3 separate regions of the Mus musculus genome follow, and all the other regions are linked to region 1. Evidence: chromatin contacts called from public HiChIP or PLAC-seq data. All regions are on one chromosome and are shown on one strand. The core of a region is the stretch at or near the end of the contact, and the rest is flanking DNA. Distances in the headings are between cores, read along the strand shown. Region 1 overlaps Rnf43 (ring finger protein 43). Region 2 overlaps Msi2 (musashi RNA-binding protein 2). Region 3 holds the start of Mrps23 (mitochondrial ribosomal protein S23).

Evidence for each region. HiChIP or PLAC-seq counts read pairs in DNA pulled down with a chosen protein or histone mark.
Region 2: a FOXA1 HiChIP or PLAC-seq map of pancreatic cancer cells shows a contact between it and region 1. The contact joins two enhancer-like sites. A contact is called at or near these places in 2 of 39 promoter capture datasets (hippocampal neurons and liver) and 1 of 115 datasets of contacts at active chromatin or transcription factors (pancreatic cancer cells).
Region 3: a contact with region 1 is called in a FOXA1 HiChIP or PLAC-seq map of pancreatic cancer cells. The contact joins the promoter of Mrps23 here to the enhancer-like site in region 1. A contact is called at or near these places in 2 of 39 promoter capture datasets (hippocampal neurons and liver) and 1 of 115 datasets of contacts at active chromatin or transcription factors (pancreatic cancer cells).

What each region holds. Positions count from the first base shown.
Region 1 is chr11:87,676,889-87,680,842 of GRCm38.p6, reverse strand. All of the region lies in intron 2 of Rnf43 (ring finger protein 43), which reads right to left. Among named protein-coding and RNA genes, the nearest start is that of Rnf43, 16 kb to the right of the region's middle. Within about 2 kb of position 2,107, at least 26 of the 459 cell types and tissues checked have an H3K27ac peak or open chromatin away from gene starts, as enhancers often do. A contact at or near this core is called in pancreatic cancer cells, where this site is marked.
Region 2 is chr11:88,611,971-88,615,924 of GRCm38.p6, reverse strand. The region is part of intron 5 of Msi2 (musashi RNA-binding protein 2); the gene reads left to right. Among named protein-coding and RNA genes, the nearest start is that of 0610039H22Rik, 5.3 kb to the left of the region's middle. Within about 2 kb of position 1,769, at least 148 of the 459 cell types and tissues checked have an H3K27ac peak or open chromatin away from gene starts, as enhancers often do. A contact at or near this core is called in pancreatic cancer cells, where this site is marked.
Region 3 is chr11:88,202,211-88,206,164 of GRCm38.p6, reverse strand. It overlaps Mrps23 (mitochondrial ribosomal protein S23), which reads right to left and starts at 1,777. Exons shown (of 5, transcript NM_024174.6): 1 at 1,680-1,777; 2 at 806-976. The coding sequence starts at 1,723.

The DNA.
Region 1 (3,954 bases), core at 858-3,357:
AAACAACCGAAATGAAAACAAAACGTGATCTCTTGCCCCACACCTTGAGGAATGATAGTGCTTGGAAAGTACAAGCATTTTATATAACAATATTAATTTGGTTCACGTGTACAGCTCAGGAGACATAAGAGTGTGAACATGAAGTCAGCTGCAGATAAGTTACCTTCCTCATAGTTTAATTTTCTATGTCTTTATTTAGACTAGAAAGACTCTTTTTTTTTTTTTTTTTTTTTTTCATTTTTTTTTTATTAGGTATTTAGCTCATTTACATTTCCAATGCTATACCAAAAGTCCCCCTTACCCACCCACCCCCACTCCCCTACCCACCCACTCCCCCCCTTTGGCCCTGGCGTTCCCCTGTACCGGGGCACACAAAGTCTGCGTGTCCAATGGGCCTCTCTTTCCAGTGATGGCCGACTAGGCCATCTTTTGATACATATGCAGCTAGAGTCAAGAGCTCAGGGGTACTGGTTAGTTCATAATGTTGTTCCACCTATAGGGTTGAAGTTCCCTTTAGCTCCTTGGGTACTTTCTCTAGCTCCTCCATTGGGAGCCCTGTGATCCATCCATTAGCTGACTGTGAGCATCCACTTCTGTGTTTGCTAGGCCCCGGCATAGTCTCACAGAAAGACTCTTATTAGTAAATTTTACTAATATGATCTTAATATAGTTTTTAAAACTCTATATAATCTAATAATACATGAATAGGTAAGATTATATAGAGTTTTAAGAACTCTATATAATCTAATAATACATGAATAGGCAAGGTTGTTTGTTTATTTGGGTTTGGGATTTTGTTGTTATTGTTGTTGTTGTTTTGAGACAAGCTCTCTCTAAGTAGCCCTAGCTGGCCTAGAACTTGCTTTGTAGACCAGGCTGGCCTTAAACTCACTGAGGTCCACCTGCCTCTGCCTCCCAAGTGCTGGGATTAAAGGTGTGCACCATTACACCCTCCACATGTTAATATTAATGTTCTCAGTAGGAGGTCTTCTTGTCTCCTGGAATTTCTCCCATCAAGGTAATAACGTGGTCCACCCCTGCCACTCTCCCGCCATCTTTGTCAGCAGTGTCAGACTATAGACTGATCTTGAATAGGCAAGTTTTCACTGCTAAGTAGAATAAACTGGTAAATCCCATTTATCTAAGAGTCTGCATTACTGTCCTAGAGCAAACTAGTGCATTTAAAACTTTTGAGAAGGCTGGTGAGATAGCTCAGTGGTTAAGACTGGCTACTGTTCCAGAGGACCCAAGTTCTGTTGCCAGCACCCACATTGGGTGGTTCACAACTGCCTGTAACTACAATTCCAGAGTATAGTCTCCCTTTTATATTTTCCACAGGACCCCCACACATGTGGCATACACTGACACAAAATGCATGCACCACACACACACAAATAAAATAAAAATTAAAAAAAAACTTTTGAGAGAAGTCTGTTGATGAGTCTATGAAAAAGACTTTCCAAAAAAAAAAAAAAAAACCCACAAAACTATATAGCATGCCAGTTCAGAAAAGAATAAAACCATAAAAGATTATTTTTAGTGGCAAAGATAGAAAAGTGATGTTTCTCTGAGGTTTGTCTTCAGGGCAGACCTTTCTAACTCATGATGCCTTTTTAAACCACAAGGACACCACAAGAAAGCGCTCAGAGCGCTCACAGAATCCTTGCAGGGGGCACTGGTAACTGCCATTATTGGAAACTGAGCATTTTTGGGTGCTCCTGGAATTCGATCTCCAACCACCACTCGGTCATGGAAGGCAAACACTCTTCAGTTCCCAACCACAGAGCTAAGATTAAGGTAACACGGAACTTGGCCCGGGGCATGATTCACCAGATCTGCTTCGCCCATCATTTCAGTCCTTTGTTTTGGTTGATGTTATTAGTCTGTTCTATGAGAGAAAACTGTATAATATAAACAGGTTTTCAGAAGCTTAGAGAGCTCCTGGATTAAGAGAAGGGCAGTTACGAGGGAGCAGAAAAATCAGAAAATAATGTCCTATAGATGTCAAAAATGTAAAAATTGAAATATTAAGTGACTCCTTGTTCTCACCCAGAAAAGCAGTTCTGTAGTGTACGGTCTCAGTTCTCCTTAGATGACTAATGACATGTGACAGCAATGACAACGCTGACCATGGCTATGTCTCTCTGCACCTGACTCATTCACTTTAAATCTAAAAGCAGGTACCTCCTTCATTTACCTGCCAAGACTTGAGTTCAGGCCCTCAGGGTGCCAAGGTTTTCCTCTGTGGGAGAAAATGACATCACGACTCCTCAGAGACAGTAGGGAAATGCAGAGAATGTGGCTCCCAAAACTTGTGATATCATCAACTGCCCAGAAACACCAAGCTCCCAAGAGTTAAAACAATGAAGGTTAAAACGGACGATTTTGTTGTTGAAGTTTCTCCATAGTTGCCGATATTTCCAAACACAAGGTTATAAAATAGCAGATACATAGGGTGAGTGGCCTTTTCCAGTAAATCAGCAGCTCAAACCCCAAACATTCCTGGGCTAAGTCCAAGCTCAGAGACAGAGGACCTCAACTCATTTGTACCGAACTGAGCTAAGCAAGGATGGATAAAGACGGCGTTCTATGAGCTCCTTCAGCTCTCAGTACGTGCTTTGGGGAATTTGCTATGTTGCAAGTTTGCATTCAGAATAAATTCTGGGTGCTCAAATAATCCCCCAATCTTCTCCAAACTTCCTTTGATGTCCAACAACTAAGGACAAGGATCTTTGATTATAAAACATTTTTTTTTCTTCTGGTTAGAAGAAAATTCTTTGCAGGGCGTGACCAGCAGGAGAAAGAAAAGATTTTTCTGAAGTGCAAACTAGTTGGAAACCCCCTGGGGAAAGACTCCGACTCCCAGTCTTTGAGAGCACAGACCTGCCTGTACAAGCTGCCTCCCTCCGCTGCCTGGGCTCTAAGAAGGTGCTTTTGTGTCTACTCTGGGACCTAAGACAATTCATGGCAGCCCTTCTCTCTCTCTCTCTCTTTTTTTCAGGCGGAAGTTTTCTAGGGACAGACAACAGAAAGATAGTCACAGTTTAGGAATAAGGCACAGTAACTAATCAGATTTCCGTCCTCCTAGAATGCTTACAAATCGGCGTATGAACACCTACCAGCTGCTCTGAAACCTTAGGTCTTGCACACTTGTTCAGCTTAGCGATACTAATTCAAGCTTACACGATTTTTAAAGCCTAGATTCAGACTTCACCCAACCCGCTGGTTCTAGGTTATCTCTGGTCCCTCCAGATCTTTCCTAAGATTTAATTAGAGTCTCCCAGGCATTGCTTATTGGTTTGAATTCAACGTAGCTCCATCACAGGGGCTTGAAACAGCTTTGATGGTTTCTAGCATCAAGTTTAACAAAAGGAACTGTAAAATCTAAAACACAGAGACAGTCTCACTTCTTACCTCTCTCCGTGCTAACAAATGTAAGGACAGAACAGGACCAGAAGACGGTAGCCATCACTCTCACATTCTGCTACAAAGTTGTCCTGTGACTTTAATTTAATTTGGTATGGGGTGGTTTTTGGTTTTGTTTTCTGTTTTGCAGTATCTACCATATATTTTACCTCAGATGAAAGAATTAAATACTCCTGGCATGGTGAAGCCACCTAGAATCCCAATACTTGGGAGGTAGGAGCAGCAGGAAGATTGTTGCAAGTTCAAGGCTAGTCTGGACCTTGTCTTAAAGCAAAAATGGATGGATGGATGGATGGATGGATGCATGGACAGACAGATACATGAGACATATGTCTCTTTAAGTGGCTGGAAAGATGGCTCAGTGGTTAAGACACACACACACACACACACACACACACACACACACACAGGAAGCACCTAAGTGGTCCCAAATAGTCTAATAAGAAAATCTAATAATAATCTAAAGCTGTGCATATCATTACAGTTTATTAACATTATAGCAGGTTATAATGTTCATAGATCTCTCAT
Region 2 (3,954 bases), core at 520-3,019, 940 kb before region 1:
CTATTTTATACTCTCAACATAAATCTGGGATATTAGCTTTGCTTGATTAGCGTTTCTATTGCTGTGATAAAACACTATGGCAGAAAACAGTTTGGGAGGAAAGGGTCTATTTCAGCTCATACTTCATCAGGTCACAGTCCATCACTGAGAGAAGTCAGGACAGGGACTCAGACAGGGCAGGAACCTGGAGGCAGGAGCCGACGCTGAGGCCATGAATGGTGGGATGCTGCCTCCTGGCTTGCTCTCCATGGCTTGCTCAGCCTGCTTCCTTAGAGACCCAGGACCACCACCAGCCCAGTGACCTTAGAAAATGTCCTACAGACCTGCGCACAGGCCAGTCCTATGGAAGCATTTTCTTAATTTAATAGTCTTCCCTCCCAGATGATCCTAGCATGTGTCAAGTTTACAAAACCAAAAAACCAAACAGACTAACAACAAACTAGCCAGCATAGAACTTAGCTTTTTAAAAATATCAACGAGTATTTCTAAAAATAAAAGGGTTAATGGTAGAACATTTGCCTGACATGCATTATAGGCTATAGGTTTGATTCCTAGCACTGGGGGAAAACAAAAATCAGAAAAAGACCCAGAGCTACTTGATTAGGCAAGGCTGAGTTTTCAGCCTTGAGTTTCTTGGTCCACTTGGCCCTGACTTTCCACATTTTGTTCTTCAGTGTGTTTGGTAGCCTCTCTCTGGGGCTTGTTGACCTACCTAACTTCTGAACACTAACCTACTTACTTGCCTAAGCAGCTTACATGGTTAACATTTACCCAAGTTCGTGGCTGGAAATAGCTTTCCTCTGAATCATAATTTACAGTGTAACTGTCCTGAGAAAGCTCTTACATGGGTGTGGGAAGAGGAGAGTGGGGAGCTGAGGGAAGCCCCACCCCAATCCTCATAACTGGCCCCCCCCCCCCTTCGTATTCACTACCAGCAAGCTTATCAGCGTGTTCCCATCCCCCTGCAGCTCTGTTCTTAGTAGGTTCGGATAAACAGAAAAGCACACCACACCTGTTCTCTATTTATTTCATCATACAAAGAAGCAACAGGTACTTTCTGATGTTAAAAATATAAACGAGACCGAAACCAGTATTGCTACCTGTTTCTAGAGGAACACCAGCGATTCTTCACCCTGCCTGCGTACTCTTATCATTGTGGGTCCTTTCTTTCATAGGCCACATTCAGTTCCAGGTGAGGGCATGTTTCAGATCATAGTTTGCAATTGTTTGCTCAAGAATGAGGACAGTTTTTCTGAATATATAGTGCATATTGATTAGCTGATTGCAAAAAATAAAAAAATAAAAAAGACGAAACGAAACCAAGACAGAATTCGGAGTAGGACACAGGGTTTACAGTCAGCCAGTGTTAAGCAGAGTTAGGGACCTTGGGCCTTGTCTTGTTTCTCTATTTCATTTTCTAGGTGAGAAAGCTGAGCCCCAGTAAACATTAGCACTAGCCTGTCCCAGGTCAGGCAGCTAGCGAGAAGAGAACCAAAACTGAAATGTCAGGCTCTGCTCTATGTCTTTTTGAGCGAGATAATGATCTGTTTTTAACACAAGAACAGAGACAGTATTTTGGTCTGGTTTCAGAGAGCTGAGCCTGATCCTATCCAGTTTTAAGCCAGTAAGGAATGTGTTGAGGAATGGGAAAATACCTGTAGAAAACATTAGGAGGTGTAGAGAAAGCTCCAGGCTCTGTGTTCAGAGCCCTGCAGCAGGTCTGGGACTGCAGGTAGCTACCACTCCCCGGGCATCAGGAAGTCCTTCTGAGTCAGAGAGGGCCTGCCACAGCTGCCGAGTCTGGAGCAGAGGCCACCATGCCATCTCAATCAGGAAGCCTCCATTGCTGCCACAACCCTGCTTCAAACATTCCAGAAAAATAGATTCTTCGGCGACACAGGATATTGCTACTGAAATAGCCAAACACCTCCCCGACACACACCCCCACCCCCCTCCGCTGCCAGGGGAAACAAAGCCCAGAACAAGCCACTTCCCCTTCTGAACCAAGCTGCAGGGCAATCCTGAAGAGGGATCTCCAGTTTTCAAATCTTACATAACAGAGAGGCCCGTGGGGAGGCTGATGGCATGGGTAAGGGTACCAACCAGTTCACCACGCCAGCACTGGAGTAAGGGACCGGATGATAAGAAATAGGCTGGAGCCTCCTGTGTTACAGCCATATATGGTAGACTAGCAAACAGGGGGAGCACCCCCAACAGAAACTGTGTACACAGACGAGGGAAGGAAAAGCACCCCCCAATTAATCAGCTAGAGAATATAAAAGACAAAGTTATATGGGAACTGTCTTGTCATAGGGTGGCGGTACTGATTTATATTGTTTTAAGATAAGCTGCTTGCAGTAACCATTGTTGTTCTGTAGCCATTAACATAAGTCATGTGTAGTAACATAGCTCAAACCCGGGCAAACAGAAGTTCAGGTCCAGGTCTAGATCCAGGCCCAGTTAAAAAGCTTTCCCATCAATCCCCTGGACTTCTATCCTGAAACATTATCACATAGTTAGGAATTCAGTATAGTGTATTGTTTTGGTTCTGTTTGCCCTGTACTTTTTTTCTAGGTCAGTTTCCTTAACACTATGGGAGGATCCTACATTGCTTCTCCTATCCAATTACTAACCGTGGCCCAGCCTGGTTAGCTTCCGAGATCAGACAATGCCGCGTGTGTTCAGTCTGTAGATTCTACATTGCTTTTCAAAGTCCAGACTTTCAAAGGATGGTTATCCCAGACCTCCCAGGGATTCCGTTTAACATTCATTCTGTGAACTGTTGGCATCTGTCATGTGCTTTAGGGTAGACTTGGCAGCTAGGACACAAGTCCCCGAATACTGTAGGGTGATTATGTTGGTTTCCAGACCTCTACCCCCTCAAGTGAGACTTCTAGGTGCTCCTGAACATTCCTGTACAGATGGGACTGTTGGCCACTGGGTGCCTAGTATGTGGTGTCTTACAACATGGGGTTCGAGTTTAATCTGGTTAATGTATCCTTGCTGGGCCGGGAGCGTTATTTGCAAACCTCAAGCACGATTAAATTAAAGACAAGGCTTATGGGAGGAGGAGGAAGAGAAAACTAGATAGAAGGTCAAACTTTTGGAGATGGTGGCTGGGTGCGTCACACTTAAGTCCTTGGCTGCGGGTGACTAGCACCCTTCCAGACATGTTCTGGTCAGGTAGGTCAGTAGGAGGCTGTCTGAAGTATTTCGCTGTGGTCACAGGGGTGTCCACCCTGTGGGCTCAGGTGCTATATGTGGCTGCACGTAGACCAGGATATTATGAGTGGCACCCAGCACCAAATCATAAACCTGTTTCACACATGGAATTATTATTTTTTTCTCTTGGTGGGTTAAGGTTAACTCATCTGCAAGGTTCTCAAGCATGAACTCTGCAGGTGACAACGTCATTGTGAAAAGGTTGGGCAAGCCTGGCTATCCAGCGAGGACTGGAGAGAAAGCCTTAGCGAGGGAATAGCCGTGGAAGTGCACCGTTGCTTCCAGAGTGGTTTGACTTTCTAGTCCTGCGGGTGCGGCTCTGAGCATGTTGAAATAGTGACAGCATACAGGATTGGGTGGGTTCCAGATGACTGGACTTCCCAGTGGTTGTGGAGGCCAGGGGCTCAAGGGGTGGGGAGCAGAGCCATTAAAACCAGGCAGAGCTTCTTGGATTAGTTGAAGATGAGGAAAACATGGTGAGGAAACATTATCACATAGTTAGGAATTCAGTACTGATTTAGAAAGGGAGTTGAAGGCATGCCCAGTGTCCTGATACTTTTTTTTTCTTCCTGTTTTCCTATTTTATTTTATTTTTTTGTCAACTTGAGACAAGCTAGAGTCATCTGGGAAGAGAACTTGGTTGAGAAAATACCTCCATCATATTTAATCAAGGTGTAGAGCATTTTCTTGACTAATGATCGATGTGTCAGGGTACAGTCCACTGTGGGCAGT
Region 3 (3,954 bases), core at 528-3,027, 530 kb before region 1:
AAGAGCACTGATTGCTCTTCTGAAGGTCCTGAGTTCAAATCCCAGAAACCACATGGTGGCTCACAACTATCTGTAATGAGACCTGACGCTCCTTTCTTGTGTGTCTGAGACAGCTACAGTGTACTTATATATAATAATAAGTAAATCTTTTAAAAAGAAAGAAAGAAAGAAAGCACTTTCCTTCAGATTTCTAGTCATGGTTACTGTAAGTGCTTTCAACTTCTGAGCATCCTTTCCAGGGCGGCTTCAATAACTGTTAGACATTAAATCCTCAGACCATATTCCACCTATTTCCGCTTCCAAAGAAGCTACTGTGATAGCAGCAGCTTAAGTGTGGAGCCAGACGTGATTCTCAGATCCACCGCCCTCTGGGGTGGCCATGGTGGTTAACCTCCTTGAACCTGATAGTTCTCTTGAATAACACAGAGGCAATGATACCTGCCTTCGCGGACAGGGTTAGAGTAATAAAGTCTATGAGCTGATGTTTGTCAAGGGCTGATCAAGTACCTCATACAGAACAGAGGCCAGTTAACAAACACTTTATCTGCAACTTTGTCAGTTTAGTCTCCAGATTCCACTTCTTAGAACTTCTGTTTCTGGGCTGGAGAGATGGCTCAGTGGTTAAGAGCACTGACTGCTCTTCCAGAGATCCTGAGTTCAATTCCCAGCAATCACATGGTGGCTCACAACCATCTGTAATGCGATCTGATATCCTCTTCTGGTGGTCTGGTTGGCAGACTTCTACATGAGCCTTCCTCTCTGAAGGTCTGCGGCACCCTGCTCACTATAGGGGATAGACACTTACGCTCGAATCTGATCCTCCTGGTAAAAGATGTCCTGGATGTCAGCTTTGGCTTTGCCGTATCGCAAGCGGGGCCTTCGGAAGACAGGCTCTCTCAGGGGTGGAAAGGCCTTATATATGTCATACCACAGTGGCTTCTCTTTCAACACCCCGGCCCGCATCAGATCCCTCGTCCTTAGAAAGGGAACAGAACCAAGGTCAGTCGGTTACCACAGGGTTGTAAAGTCTCTGAATCAACTTAAACGAAGGAAAGAGCAGCCTGGTAGGGGTGAGCTGAAATGGGCCTCCCGCCTAAAGGAGGCACGGCCAATACACACAGCAACCTAGCATGGCCACAGTGTTAAGTCCAGTTGGTTAGCTCTCATGTAGCCTAGGCTAGACTTAAACTAAAGAGTGTGGCCAAGGATGACCTTGAATTTAGTGCCTCCCTGCACTTCCCTAGAGCTAGGATTACAGCGTGTCCACGCAGGCTTTTTGTTTTGACAGAAGTCCACCAGTAGCCTTGCTACGAAGCCAGGTTGGCCCCGGTCTTGTGGCAATCCTCCTGCCTCGCCTCCTAAGTGCCGAGACTACGCGCGCGAGCCACGACACACAGCTTCCATCTTCTTGCACGGGTCCCACCCACCGTTCCATAGTGAAAAAGCAAGACCTGTCCAGTCAGGCCCTTCAGCTTCTTTACTGTAGAAGGTCTCCACCGAAATGGGGTGGCGAGCACAATCTGACAGGACAGAAATCCAAGGGGACAGAGACAAACCACACCGATTCCGTGCCAAGGGCATCACCTGGCTCGGACACCCGCAACCGCATCCCCTAAGGATATGCCAGGAGGGTCGTGACCCGCTAGGAACTCTGCCCTCGCCCAACTCGGAGCACGCACCGGGAGAACACGCTCCCCACCGTCTCCAGCCGGCTCCCCGCCATGGCCACTTGGGCTAGAAAGCCTCGGGCTGTTACCGGAAGCGGAAGCGGCAGCAAGCAAGCCAAGGGGGAACAAGCGGCTGGCCGAGCCGAGGATGACAGTCCCGCCTCGACGTCATCCGGACGGCGGAACCAGGCAGAAGCAAACGATGGGCTGAGCAGGAGCCCTCAGGTCCTGCGTCCGGGTGGGTGGGGGTGGGGTGGGGTGGTCAGATACGAATAATCGATTCCCGAGCCAAAAGAGCGGGAGCGCGCCAAAGCTGCGCAAGAGTAGCAAACGACCGGTCCTGGGGAAAGGTGGAGTGTGGCGCCTGCTTTCTTCTCTCTAACTTTGCAAAGCTTCCTCCTCTCTGGCAGGGTGGAGGGAATAGTGTGGAGCTCGCCGGGATGCAGCACATCCTACAGTCAGGAACAGCTAGCCAATATGACATTTGAGGACACCAGGCTCGACTAAGCCTAATCTTAGCCACTCACACTACTCAGAAACTGAGACCCAAATAGGGGCGAAGTAACTTTTCCAAGTGACACGAGCCTCCAGGCCTCCTTCCTCGGCCTTTTGCGCCTTAAGCGGGGCTCAGCAGAGCAGTCTGTTTTCAGGCTCAGTGGAAAGCTGCCTGTAAGTAGTAGTTCCTCCGCTGGAGGCGTCCCTCGCCCGCCCGCTAGCGCTGGAGTTTTAAGAAGTAAAAGCCCAGAATGAATGCATTCGGAGGAAGAAAATAAAAATCTGGGGGAACGTAGTCTGTCATTGTTCAACTGTTCAAAGTATGGGTTTGGAGGAATATCCGTTGGAGAAGCACCCCTTAGAAATTTCATCAGGGTATTTGTGCGAAGAACATCATGGTTGATCGTAGTGACAAGATTTAAAAAAAAACAACAACAACAACAAAAACAAAACATCGGGCTGGAGAAAGAGTTCATCAGTTAAGAGCACTGACTGCTCTTCCAGAGGACCCAGATTCGAGTTCTAGCACACACAGGGTGACATAACCACCTGTCACTCTAGTCCCTGGAGATTTGATGTTCTCTTCTGAACACTGCAGGTACCAGGCATGTATGTGGTGTACAGGCTTACGTTCGTGCAAAATACTGATACACATGAAATTAATTAAAATTCATCATATGATCAGGAGGTGGTGGGTCATACCTTTAATCCCAGAACTCAGGAGACAGAGGCGGACGATCTCTGAGTTTGAGGCCAGTCTGGTGATGTACAGATCAAGTTGCAGGACAGCCAGGGCTACACAGTGAGATGCTGTCTAAGAAAAATAAAAAAACAAAAAACAGAAGAGCAACAACAAATATTTCATCGAATGAAAAGTAGTAGAGGATGTTAGCACACGCCTTTGATCCCAGCACTTGAGATGCAGAGGCAGGCAGATATTGAATATCTGTAAGTTAAGGCCAGCCTGACCTACATGGTGAGTTTCAGAAGCCAAGGCTGTGTAGAGAAAGACCCTATCTCAAAATAAACTAGTGGCTGGAAAGTTAGGGTTTGTGCATTCTATGAAAGCCTATGCACCTGGTAAAATTAACGAGCTAGGACCATCTGTATTTACCTACCTACATTAATGCCCATGGCTTGGGGTTAAATGAAACATTGCAGAAATAGTTGTATGGGAATGAAATCTGTAAGAGCGGGGGGGGGGGGAGAGGGGGGCTGGAGAGATGGCTGAGCGGTTAAGAGCACTGACTGCTCTTCTGAAGGTCCTGAGTTCAAATCCCAGCAACCAGATGGTGGCTCACAACCATCTGTAATAAGATCTTATGCCCTCTTCTGGTGTGTCTCAAGACAACTACTCAGATATAATAATGAATAAATCTTTAAAAAAGAAAAAAAAAGGAGGGAAAAGGGAAAATGTCCACAAGTTTGTAGGAGGATAAAATCTGGGACTGATCCACAGGACAAAAATACAAGGGTGAAGTCAGAGCTTTCTCTCTCTCTCTCTCTCTCTCTCTCTCTCTCTCTCTCTCTCTCTCTCTCTCTCTCTCTCTCCTAGTCTCAGAGATTGCCTTGTAGAGAGTTTGTATTCATATGTAAACTCTATGCCCTAATGGATGTTTTGAATCACACTTGAGGTCTCCAAGGAACCCATTATCTTTCTTTGTCCTTAGGAAAGAGCATGAAGTCATGTCAAAATCCTCCCACTCTAAGGGAGGCCCCAGAAAGGGAGGCAGCGAAAGTTTTCAGAGCAGTTGCCACTTGTGTTATCTCACAGATAACTCTGCCCACCCAC